Linked DNA regions of Zea mays: all the other regions are linked to region 2. Evidence: chromatin contacts called from public Hi-C data. All regions are on one chromosome and are shown on one strand. Each heading gives the region's core, a stretch centred on a gene start, on an enhancer-like site or on the middle of the called end of the contact. The rest is flanking DNA. Distances are from core to core; before and after follow the strand shown. Region 1 has its middle 7.2 kb from the start of LOC118472318. Region 2 holds the start of LOC100274318. Region 3 holds the start of LOC100273161. Region 4 holds the start of LOC100273048 (CAPIP1).

The links. Hi-C and Micro-C count contacts between places; a contact is called where the count stands out from the background.
Region 1: a contact with region 2 is called in a Hi-C map of ear, with 1.7 times the contacts expected there. The contact joins the enhancer-like site here to the promoter of LOC100274318 in region 2. A contact is called at or near these places in 2 of 25 Hi-C or Micro-C datasets (ear and tassel).
Region 3: a contact with region 2 is called in a Hi-C map of leaf, with 4 times the contacts expected there. The contact joins the promoter of LOC100273161 here to the promoter of LOC100274318 in region 2. A contact is called at or near these places in 3 of 25 Hi-C or Micro-C datasets (ear, leaf and tassel).
Region 4: a Hi-C map of leaf shows a contact between it and region 2, with 4 times the contacts expected there. The contact joins the promoter of LOC100273048 here to the promoter of LOC100274318 in region 2. A contact is called at or near these places in 3 of 25 Hi-C or Micro-C datasets (bundle sheath, endosperm and leaf).

What each region holds. Positions count from the first base shown.
Region 1 is chr6:142,273,803-142,277,011 of Zm-B73-REFERENCE-NAM-5.0, reverse strand. No RefSeq gene overlaps it. Among protein-coding and RNA genes, the nearest start is that of LOC118472318, 7.2 kb to the left of the region's middle. Within about 2 kb of position 1,566, at least 17 of the 20 cell types and tissues checked have an H3K27ac peak or open chromatin away from gene starts, as enhancers often do. A contact at or near this core is called in ear and tassel, where this site is marked.
Region 2 is chr6:142,057,019-142,059,989 of Zm-B73-REFERENCE-NAM-5.0, reverse strand. It overlaps LOC100274318, which reads left to right and starts at 1,692. Exons shown (of 6, transcript NM_001148681.1): 1 at 1,692-1,957. The coding sequence starts at 1,811.
Region 3 is chr6:142,223,631-142,226,481 of Zm-B73-REFERENCE-NAM-5.0, reverse strand. It overlaps LOC100273161, which reads left to right and starts at 1,326. Exons shown (of 6, transcript NM_001147607.1): 1 at 1,326-1,868. The coding sequence starts at 1,374.
Region 4 is chr6:141,926,737-141,929,581 of Zm-B73-REFERENCE-NAM-5.0, reverse strand. LOC100273048 (CAPIP1) reads right to left here and starts at 1,354. Exons shown (of 3, transcript NM_001147497.1): 1 at 1,070-1,354; 2 at 535-753. The coding sequence starts at 1,228. LOC111589581 (a long non-coding RNA gene) reads left to right here and starts at 2,478. Exons shown (of 3, transcript XR_002748672.2): 1 at 2,478-2,845.

The DNA.
Region 1 (3,209 bases), core at 317-2,816, 220 kb before region 2:
TTAGGGATACACCCACTAGGTACACTAAAGGAGTGTTTGGGATTCCTCACAATGGATCCCCTTCATTTTTTTGTCCACCAAACCAGCCCTAACGGGTGTTTGGAATGGTTCCAGGTTCTAGCTCCATTGTGGAGTTGTAGTTTATAACGTCAATCTAAATAGTTTTAAAAATTATTTTTAATCTAAATAATAAACAAAATAACTTATCTAAATGTATTTTAAAGGCTTACAGTTCCATCTCCACGATTTTTTAGAGCGCCCAATGACCTGCTCCACCAACTCCATCAAATTTCTTAGAGCTAGAGCTATACCAAACAGTGCCTGAGAAAGGAGATGGCTCAACTGCTCGTAAGTAACCCTCCTCTATTAGGCTCTCGATACCTGAGAGGCAAGCTTAAGAAGGCGAGGGTTGCTGTCGCTAGAGTGTTTGGTGACTTGACTAGAACTAGGGGTGGTAAATGAATCACAATCCGTTTCTTCATAATAAGTTAGGGCTCTTAATTAATTTTAGTTCAAAATAAATAGAAATAGAGCTTGATCCTAAGCCGATTCGTTCATCTTAAATTTTATAGTGTAAAATCTAAAGTCCATTAGACTGTGTCTAGCAGATTATCCATATGGTTACCTAAAATACAGTTTTGCACTATTTTACATAATGGAGTTTGAATATGGTGATAGAGATGAGTAAGCTGCTCCACTCCTAACCAGAATTATGGAATTCTCCTTGGACAAATCACTATTAGCGATCATTCCAAACCTTAGCTTAAGACCAATAGGAGTCCCAAGGCAAGACTAGAAGTGTGAAATCCTGTGTGATGAAAATATTGTGTTAGTTAACATTAGAACATTGCTTTAAAATTGGCATAGGCTTTGCAAGTGATTATTAACATAATTTGGAAGTAATGTATGTGTGCAAATATATGTTTTGATATTGATGTAACACACTTGGTGCTGTGTTTTTTCTTAGATTAACCTTAAATCAAGTCGTGGGCTTGCCCTCGTACTCGGTTGTATGGATTATTGATATCGAGGTGTTGGTTGAGGCAAAATGGGCCGGTGGCGACGATGAAAACTAGTTTCCTCTATTAAGTAGAGAGGTGATGAGGTACGGAAACTAAGTTTTACTTTTATGTATTAAGTAGAGAGGAAATGAGGTACCAAAACTAAGTGAGGTACGGAAACTAAGTTTTACTTTTCTGTGTTAAGTGGAGAGGAAATGAGGTACCAAAACTAAGTTTTGGGACTAAGTTTAGGAACAAATTAACTGAGGTTCTTGATCAAAGATGATGTGTGAGATGTTTCATACTGTTGCAAATGACCATCGCGTGTGTTGTAGATATATATGAAATGCCTAGAAAGGAGAAAAAAGAGGAAAAAATGAAAGAAAAAGAAAAGTAAAAAGGGGGGAAAATTGATTGCCAGTCTGGGTCACTCGGCCGTGAGTGCGTGTGAAGCACCGGGCCAAGAGCTGGCGGATGCAACCAAAACCGGACTGGCCTTGCTCTCTGTGCGCGTGCGGCACAACAGAGGGGTTTGGGGCAGCCCACTCGGCGGCCATTCCACAGGCGGCCCAAGATGAAGGTGCCGGCCCAGGACTATTGGCGCGGAGGGCGCCCTGTCAGCTGGAGCGGGCGCGACCTATGACGTGAAAGTAAAGGCGGCCTGCTGCGTGGAGGAGCGAGGCCCAGCTGGGCGTCGGCCCGCGTGAAGGGGTGCACCCAGGATGGGAGAACGCGGCCTAAGTCAGCCGCTGGTGGTCCAAGAGAAATTCGTGTTCGAGGGAGATATTCGTTCCTTTAGTTTTGTTTTGTTTTGTTTTGATTTGAGAGATATTTAGGCACTAGATTAGATCTATTAAAAGATTAATCTAGGATTTTTAGAGATCTTGAGGAACTCATTGATTCTTTTATAAAACAGCTTATATATATAAATATTGGAGATTAATGTGTTGATTATGCAAGATGTGGTAATATCGTTCATCTCGCTTTGTTCATTGATTGTATTGTATGTCTAGATTTTGATTCTAGATTGACTTGGTAAATTCAGTTGTTTATATTATATTAGATCATTTAGATCGTTTATAGAGCATAAAACTAGTGACCTGCAATAGTTTGCAATATTAATCATTTAATGGTTCTTGATTGGTTAAGAAATTAGAGGTTGATTAATTTTCTGTCGTACTCTAAAACAACATTATTGTTTTGTTATCCGTAAAAGTCCAGGCGATGCGATTCCAGTTAGGTTAGTTCCATAACTTTATATAGTTTATGGTAGTTTATAGGGCACAAAACTAGTGACCTGCAAAGTTCGGAGTATTAATCTCATAGTCATGAAGCAACTAATCGTCGTAATATGTAGACAGTCACACGGTTTGCTAAGACCGTGATATATAGACGGTCAGACGGTTTGCTAAAAAGAGAAAGAAACCAGATAAAAGAAACACGAGAACAGGTAGAGACAAATAAGCTAAGTGTTGAACAACATTTGTGGCATTAGGCACGGTCCGACCGCGTAGTTGGACGGTCCGCGATATGAATAGATCAGGTGGATCAACTCTTTTCTCCACGCGTGTTTATCCCTCTAAACTCGAGGGAGTTATTGGAGGACGCCCCGACCCCCTTATACATTTGAACGACCGATTGAATTATCAACAATCGAATCAAATCAAATCATAATATCTTCCGTTCCTTTACTTTTTGTCCTAGGAGTAGACAGTAACATAGTCCTTTTCACCTCAATCTTCACCTCTTCGATTCTAAGTTGTCTGGAGGCGTCTTGGATGGCCTGTCGATCCCAATATAAGCCATAGGATCTCTCCTCCCTGATGGGTCCCGGACGGTCAGATCCAGGTGATGTGGCCGAACGCCGCCGCCTCTGCGCACACGCGGACCATCCGGCTCAGCACAGAGAAGACTTCGCTCCTGTCACAGTCGCAGACCATCCGCGCTGTCGCAGAGAGCATCGTCGCTGGTACACCTTGCAGTGATTGACGTCTAGATCAGTGCCAACACACTTTTTGTCGACTCCGCTAGAGACAAGGCGTGCCCTCAATAGGAGATTCAAGAGATCACCTCGATGTCTTTCCCAGCAACATCATTGAGCCAACTATGGAGATTCTGTCGGCTGAAGATCAGCTGGAATTCGAGGAGCACCAAGAACAGCTGATTAAGGAGACCCACACAAATGGTAGGATTGGTAAATGGGCTTAT
Region 2 (2,971 bases), core at 443-2,942:
GCCCAACCTGCCACGTAAGTCGCTACTGATCGACCATTAATTCTTGTGCGATGGGACGACTAGAGATGGCAATGGGGACCCGATCCCCGATTTCCCGCGGGGAATTCCTCTATTAGGGGATGGGGAAGTTTCTTCCCCCACGGGGATGTAAACGGGGGAAAATTCTTCCCCGACGGGTAAACGGGGACGGGGATGGAGAAGCATTCCCAATCCCCGTTCCCCGCGGGGACCCGTTAAACTTACATGTGACAATGTTTTTATGTAATAGTTAATGATAAAAATAAAGAATTACCTTGTCAAGAGATTACCCGTTGTACAAATACATTGATTTTAATGTGCACATAATGATTTTTACATCTAACAATGTGTATAAGTGACAATGTTTTACATTAATAACAAATGAAGTACGATTTAATTATAATTTAAGCGGGGATGGGGATCCCCGACAGGGATTTATCCCCACGGGGAACGGGGATGGGGAAGAAATGTCCCCCGCAAGCATCCGTGGGGATCCCCGCGGGGAAATTTTTTCGTCGCGGGGACGGGTTTGGGGAACTAAAACCCGACGGGAAATTCCCCGTTGCCATCCTTAGGGACGACGGTCGTTGTTGACGCTGTATGAGTGACCTCGAAAATGATGTATGAAGAGGAGTAGCGTATCCGCTGGTGCAACAACCAGGTGTACAGTGTACTAACTCGCTGATGAGCCTAGGGTTCTCTTCGTCTGGTAGCCCAGCCAAGAGTCATCGGAACTCGTCATGTCGCGCGCGTTCGATGACTACTATATTAAGGACTGTGACGTCATCTCGGCGCCGAAGGTGACGCAGAGGAGGACCGACAGCAATGACCAGTTCGTCATCCTCGCCACCGTCGGGGTAGATTTTGTGCCGACCTGCCTTTAATTCTCTTCGCAAACACACACTTGCCTTTTTTGTTTAACCAAGCGCGTATGGTGGTGTGTGCCTGATGACTGATGATGTATAAGGGAATTTCTTTCGGTAAGTGTAGGACGTGCTCTCCAACGATGAGACCATACAAATCGTGACATATATTCAAGTCTGCATGGTACTGATAGTTACAACGTAGTTGTGAAACAACTAGATTAAAATAACAAAATTTATGTATGATCAGGATTACAAATAGATTATGAAATTTTTTTATAACAATATAACACATTTTGTATATAATTTATTATGATATTATATGTTTCCGTTGTAACGTTCGGACACTCACCTAGTTACCTTGTAATCTTGGAAGGAAAACAATGTTCTCAAATTGTTCCTTAGCGAACCATAGCCGCACAATGTTTTAACCAAAAGTTCGTTGTGACACGTTCGTTGTGACATAAAGGGCGACTACAGGACACGGGCGCGGACGTGAACCCCGGTGCGGCGCCCCCTCCGTGGTCCACACTCGACTCCGCCTTCCACCGTAGCCGCAAGTTGGATCTGTCCTAGGAGCCCACTCCGGCACTACCGATTCGCACTCCTGCATAGACCAAGTCCCGTACACCACCTCCTCCTTGGCTACCCACGGCCACCTTTGGACCCCGCACCGCCCGTGCACCGCGCCCACACGCCGAAACGGCGATCCCGCACGCGACGTCGCCCACGAGGCCGCGGCGCACCTTGCCTGGCCGCAACAACCATTTCTTCTTCCTTTTTCTATATCGCGTTACGTCCCTCCCTACCCAGCGATCTAGGCCGCCGCCTCTCCTACTGCATCTCCCTCGCTCTCGTCGCCTCGTTCGCTTCGCCTCCTCCCCGCCCCGCCCCGAGCCGAGCAGAGCGCAGCCCTATCCGGAGCTGGGATGGCGGACGCGAAGCAGCAGCAGCAGCAGCCACAGCAGGCGGCAGCGGCAGCCACCGGCGTGTGGAAGACGGTCAAGCCCTTCGTTAACGGCGGGGCCTCTGGGATGCTCGCGACCTGCGTCATCCAGCCTATCGACATGGTCAAGGTACCGTACCACCGCACCGCTCTGTCACCCGGCTTCCTTCACAGTGCTCGTGAGTGAGCTGGTGAGGCGGGATCGGGGCGTGGCGGGCTTAGATCTACGGGAATGGGGTTGCTTGCCGCGTGAATCAGTCGGTTAGATGCTTACCCGCGGAGTTTGCCCCTTTTTGGTTGGATCTGATGAATCGAGCGTGCCCTTGGGGTCAGCGTAGTGGAACTAAGCTTGCTGTTAAGTATTTTGGTGCGGCTAGCTTTAGATCCGTCGGAATTGCCGTGACTGGATCAAGCATGCGTGGGTTGCTGGGAGCTGAAGTTGTGAATTTTCTTGGCCGCGCGATCTGTTTGTTAAGGATGACACAATTCGTTTGCTGTAGTTACTTGGATCCATGGGGATCGGTTTGTGTACCGCGATTTTAATTGATGTGAGGTGGCCATCTGCGCGTTGCTCCTTGGTTCTCTTTTGCGAAGATCGGGATATCTATGGAGGTTGTTAGCTAGCCATTTGATGGTTTTCATTTTTAGTAGGTGGTTGTTTTTTAAGATGCCCTCTGATTTCCTCTTAGAAGAGGATACTAGTCTTTTATTGCCTCTATGTTTGAATGGAGTTGAGCACATGTAAATATGTTATTATATTGCCATAATACAATTGTAGTTTCTTGGTGAAGATGTACTCGTTGAAAAATGTAAATAATATTTCCTTTTGTCGCTTCTGCCTGTCTGGCATTGGGTTGTAAATAAGAAAGTCTTATGTGGTAATCGTAGGTCAAACTTCATCTGCTATCTTAGGCTCTTCACTGATCTAGTTTGATAGTGTTTAGAGTCTAGATAGGGATCTGATCGTGTGCGATGCTTTTGGTCGATGTGCCGCGTGGTTGCGGTTGTTTCAAACTTTCCTATTTCTTAATGAAATAGGGGGCTTCGCCCCTTCGTCAAAAAAGGTAAAGGGAACCACATGTTTTAACTTCTGTCGCAACTTGAAAATTGGCTTAGTAGATGTCACTGTCGAAAGTCTTGATGG
Region 3 (2,851 bases), core at 77-2,576, 170 kb before region 2:
ACCAGCGCCAAAGCTGTGTGCAAGGAAGCTTCGACTCAATAGCAGAAAAAGGAACCGACTTAAGGAGGAAACGACTATTTAGTCATCGTCAGATTGTTCTTAAGTCAATACTGAATATGAAGGGCATGAATGTAATTTTACACAGACTGCGTCATGTGCCTATAAATAGATGAACAGTACCTCCCGTACTGTTCACGCTGACATGTACTCGCTCGTGCGTCACGCTTGTACTTTTGCCTTCTGTCAAGACGAAGGTACAAATGTAATTCAATGTTGTTATTATCCATTCATGATAGCATAATAAAGATATATAAATAATGTCATATAATTATTCATGTTATTTCTCATGTTCCATATGCTTCATTTTTTATCAATATGTACTGTGATGATAAAGATACGTCTTTCATGACCTTCGTCCGAAGACGTTATATCCTAAGAGAAATAATGCTTCGAAGGACGAAAGACATTAAGCATTAATCTCTTTTTGTGTTGCTTTGTTCTTAATTCATAGCATTTGAGAACAAGTCCCCAACAATTTGTATTGACAATTATTTAAACGTTAGCCGACACAATTATTTAATTATATGCATCGGCGGCAGGCGGTGGTTTCTGTTAGAATGTGTTTGGTTGGATGTACATAATGGATGAGAGAAGGTGGCCATAATTTTTATAGTGTTTGGATGAAAATAACGTAGGGACAATGTAAATACCGAAGTAGTTTTTTGTTTCATATTTGTTTAAACGGCTAGCGCCCAGGCGTTATATATAGCTTTATTTAATCTAGCGCTGATCGAGTGCTATATACTAATCTAATATTATTGTTTATTTAATCTTGATTAGGCGCGAAGCTAAGCAAGGATGACACGAAACCATTTTTCTCAGATGGAATTGGTGGGAGTGGATTTAAGAAGCTCCCTACAAGATTGCCAAATGTAGGGAGGTTCTATAGATTTTAGGTTGTTTATAAATTTAAGATGACTTTTACATAACTGTTAGAGAAACAATTTTCTTAACTTCTTAAATCGGTGTTTAGAGAGTGTTTTACATAACTACTATTAGAGTTGCTTAGGTTTTTTTTGTCATTCACCCGTGCAAGCAATTCCATGTTCCGTTTGTAGTACACGTTGCACTGCTCCTGTACCGGACTGATCAGTGAGCCCGCTATCCACCCCACTGCTGGCTGTCCCTGCCCTCGGGTTCCACGCAGAGGAAGTGAATCACCCATTGCACTTTTCCGCGCGGAGGAAGGTGAATCACTCATTCCACTCCCAAACCTCCCGAAAACCCTCGTCGTCTTCCTCCCAAATCACTCACTCGCTTGATCTCTCCTCTCCGAACCCGGCAACCCCTAGAACTAGGGTTCCAGCGACCCAATGACGGACGGCAGCGACGAGTACAAGCGCGACGAGTCGGTGATCCTGCTGGTCATCGTCTCCCTCGCCGCGCTCTCGCTCCTATCCCTCATCGCCGCCTTCGCCTACTACTGCTACATTACGCGCAAGGTCTCCCGCCGCCTTCAGTCACTCCATCTCCCCAAACGTTCCAGCTCTCCTCCTCCTCCTCCTCCTCCCCGGGCTCTGCCGCCGCCGCAACAGCAGGGGAAGGACAGCCCGTTCAGCAGCTCCGCCAGCGATGGGGCCGCTGCGGCGGCGGCGGCGATGTCGGTTGTGGTTGCTGGGGAGAGGGGCGTGCAGGTGTTCAGCTACCGTCAGCTCCACGCGGCCATGGGCGGGTTCGGCCGGGCGCACATGGTTGGGCAGGGCAGCTTCGGGACCGTGTACCGCGGGGTGCTCCCCGACGGGAGGAAGGTCGCGGTCAAGCTCATGGACCGCCCAGGGAAGCAGGGCGAAGAGGAGTTCGAGATGGAGGTAAAAACAATTACTGACATTTGTGCATTTGGATCCTTGCTACTCAGCGGCGAATGCGGGTGGTTTCATGTGCTGGGTTTGGGGTTGGGACAGAATACACCGCGTCCTGTAGCGTCTTCCGCTAGTTGGTAACTACTGGATCTGGCCATTGCGGCTTGGGCTTGGTGAAGCTCTGCGGTCCAAGCCGAGACATTGTAGGTTTCGTGAGTGCAAATGGGGTCACTATGCGTTGGGGGTTTCCGTGGTTGTTCACTTAAAGACCATATCCTCTTTCTAAAAATGGAGCAGTCACTTGTGTGATGGTAACTGCGAAGTTCTCTACTGTTTACTAACTGTAAAATTTGGTCTCCATAAAATTTCTCATGTGGTGGTGAGGTGCATTTTTTTAACGGCTGGATTATTTTAGATTCTTGGTTGTGAGTTTGTGACTATCAGCTCTTTGCGGTGTTTATTTAGTTGTAGTGATAGTAATGATTGGTAAGCAATAAACATTATGTGAAGTACTTTAATTCTTATTAGTTGTTCATGGATAACTTCGTAGTATTTTTTTTCTGGCATGAGGGTAATGTGACCATTTTCACTTTAGCAATATGTTGGTCAAATTGCTCTGTTGTTGGATGTAACTGCACAATTATTTCAATATCCTCATGTATGCAGTATGCTAGACAAGTAGACTGCTACTTAAGTGGAAATAGGAACGCAAACAACCACTCGGTTCCACCAACACTTCACATATCCCCAATTTAGCCATGGGGATAGCAACAGATCAACAGCTAGAAAACAATTACCTTGCTATAGGGATAGGGCACAGGCTTGGCATCTGATAAGTACCAGATTTGGCAACAGGTAGTGTGTTTGAAATGAGTAACCAGCAAGCAAGACATGCCGAGCTGTGAGATGGACACGATTTTATGTGTTAGGTTAGCAGCTACTCCTGTGCTGGCTATAAGAATGGAAGTATATGCAGAAATTGACATGAAGAA
Region 4 (2,845 bases), core at 105-2,604, 130 kb after region 2:
GCGTATCACATATATCATTGTTCTAGACTCAATCGCTCCTTGTATGGCCATTAATCCAATGCAACATACACATTTCTGCAACACTTATCCGTTGAATATGTCATCTTTTATAGGTCAATATTCTATACCATATAATATAGCAGGTCTAATTGGCGTCCTTTAAAAATTGCCTTTTAGCTAAGCCATATGTTTAACATCACCTCATCCACTCAACTTTGATTCTATGACTAACATCTTCGTCAATATAGGATTGATCCTAAATATCGAAAGATATCCTTTTGAAGTACTTTTGAAGTACTGATTGACCTTCCAAACTAACATCTCCATCATGTATACTGGTATATATTCGGTTTTAGGTCTAAAACCTAGTCTCCCGCAACAAGAAAGCATAATTTAATTTAAAAAGAGAAATGGGTAACAAGGGAAGCACACCCAATCTCAGAGTTGCTGAAAAAAAATGGGAGTACACCGACAAGTAAGCAGGGGGCATCAAACAGAGCGTGTGCAGGGGGTAGAGTAAGCAGCAGCATGGACCTGGAGGCGGTGGTCCCCGCCGACGAACTTGACGCCGAGTATGTGCAGGTCGTCATCTAGCTGCTCGAGGCGCTCGGTACTTGTTGTCGCCGGCAGGCCGGTCTTGACGTTGACGTCGCGCAGGCTACCGACCTCGAGCTGGTCACCGCGCACAACGCAGTTTCTGACGAACGGCTTGTACCGCTGCGGCTGGTCGAAGCTCCGGACCAGCTCCCACACCTGCGATGCGATCGATGGCATCAGCTTCAAATTGGGCGTCGCAATTGATTTGACGCCAGCAATTCACCCGACATCACGAGAACACATCGATCGGGGAAGAAACACCCAACAAGGCATGAGGAATTGGACGAAGAACTCCAGATCCGAGAGAAATAGCAGCCCAGACGTGAGGCAAAACAATCCCAAATTCCCAAGTACTAGCACGCTACTTGGGCGTGGCCGTCCAATCCAACCACTGAACCACCACCCACCACCGGGACCAGCCGGGAGGCGGCAAGGACCGGGGCGAGGGGGGGAGCGGGCGATGGGAACTTACGAGGTGGACGGGCGCCTTGATGTGCTTGACGAGGGTGGAAGTACACTGGTGCTCGGCCGGCGCGTGGCGGTGCAGGCGGCGCACGTACTCCGTCTCTCCTCCGGCGTTGGCCACGACGTGCTCCGCCCGCGCCGTGCTGCCGCCGACGAGACCCACCATCTCGAGCTTGCTCCTCCTCCTCAGCCGCGGCTCCGATCGGCGGTTGCTTCGCGTCGCCGGCCTCTATCCAGCTCCTCGCCCGTTTACTTGCTTGCTTGTTTGCTCCCCTGGACGGATGAGGACGAGGAAAGGAATCGGGGGAGAGAGAGAGTGGGTTTCTGGCCTGGGGTTAATTTTCTAATCGATTTTGTTTGTCTGCTCCTCTTTCTAGTTTCTTGCACGCCGAGGCCGAGGCCCAGCCGGCGGGTACAAAAATCTGCGGGCTGAATGGTGCGGGGCTGGGCCCCGCCCACGAGTTATCCAAGCGCGGGGCGAGGGGGCTGGGGCGTGCGCGCGTGCGCCAGGTCCATGTACTACGCCAGCGGCTACACGGACACGCCTGACCGCCGCGACGACTTGTTTGTTCGGCTCTCTCTGCGCCCAATGACGGAAACAAAAATATTTAAATTTCATATCATCACATACGAGCACAACTATATCCGTCACGTGAGATCACTGTTCTCTTCTGGATACATAGACTGAACTAAATTTTATTGCATGTCTTGGATACCTAATACAAAGCTTAAACAGTTCCAAGATTCTTGAAGAGTTAAAGTTTTTTTAAGTTTGACCAAATTTATACAATAAATTAATAACATTTAAGATATCAAATGTATATCATTAGATTATCCAGTAAATATGTTTTTATACTATATCTATTTTGTGTCATAAATCTTTATGATTCTCGCTATATTTTTTTGTCAAACTTTAAAAACTTTGACTCTCTAAGAATCTTGGAATGACTTATATTTTGGAACGGATGTAGTATAAACTAACTATAGTCTAATAACAAATCAATATAGGCTAATTAATAGATAGAACTCATTAGAAAAAGGAAATTTTTCATTAGTTCATATGTAATCAGTTATTGATCGACATACTAGACTTTATTACACAGTGATCCAAACATATCTTAATAGCTACACCTACACTGTATATGAGAGTTTCATGCTTTCTACTTGTAGTGTCAGGGTTTAAGGTGTGTTTGGTTGGACGTACAAGAAAAGATGAAATAGGGCGGTCCACCTCTACTATTATATAAGGAGGTAAGGAGGACGTCCACAATTGGTGCGCCATGCAACCCCCCCCCCCCCCCCCCCCCGGCGCACCCGCCTCCGCGACAACTGCCATCCCCCGCTCGCAATCCTCCCCTCCAAGTTAGCCGTCGCACTGCCCGCCGCGCCCGCCGCCCCCTCCCCCCACCCACCACTATCCTAGTATCCTCGCTCCTCAGATGTGGCCCTAGATCCACCTTCCTCCCTGACCTCCTCGCCACCGCTGCTCGCCCCTCTCCTAGCTCCTCCTAGTCCTAGATCCATCTAAATCGTCGGTGGCAACCAGTAGCAGTAGCCCCACTCGCTCCTCGTTGTGGCGTCTTTCCCCTCCTCTTCGTGCTCTACCTTCTCGTCGCCGCACACACTCCTCCGATCTAGCCCGTAGCTATCGTGTGTTTGCAGTTCACGGCGTCCCGCCGCGCCGCTCCCTCCTCCCCACATTGCCCGTGGCCTTTCCCTCCCATCGCCATCGTCGCATGTGTTGGAGCGCTCCACCGGCCTGCCACGTTCTAGCCAGCATCGG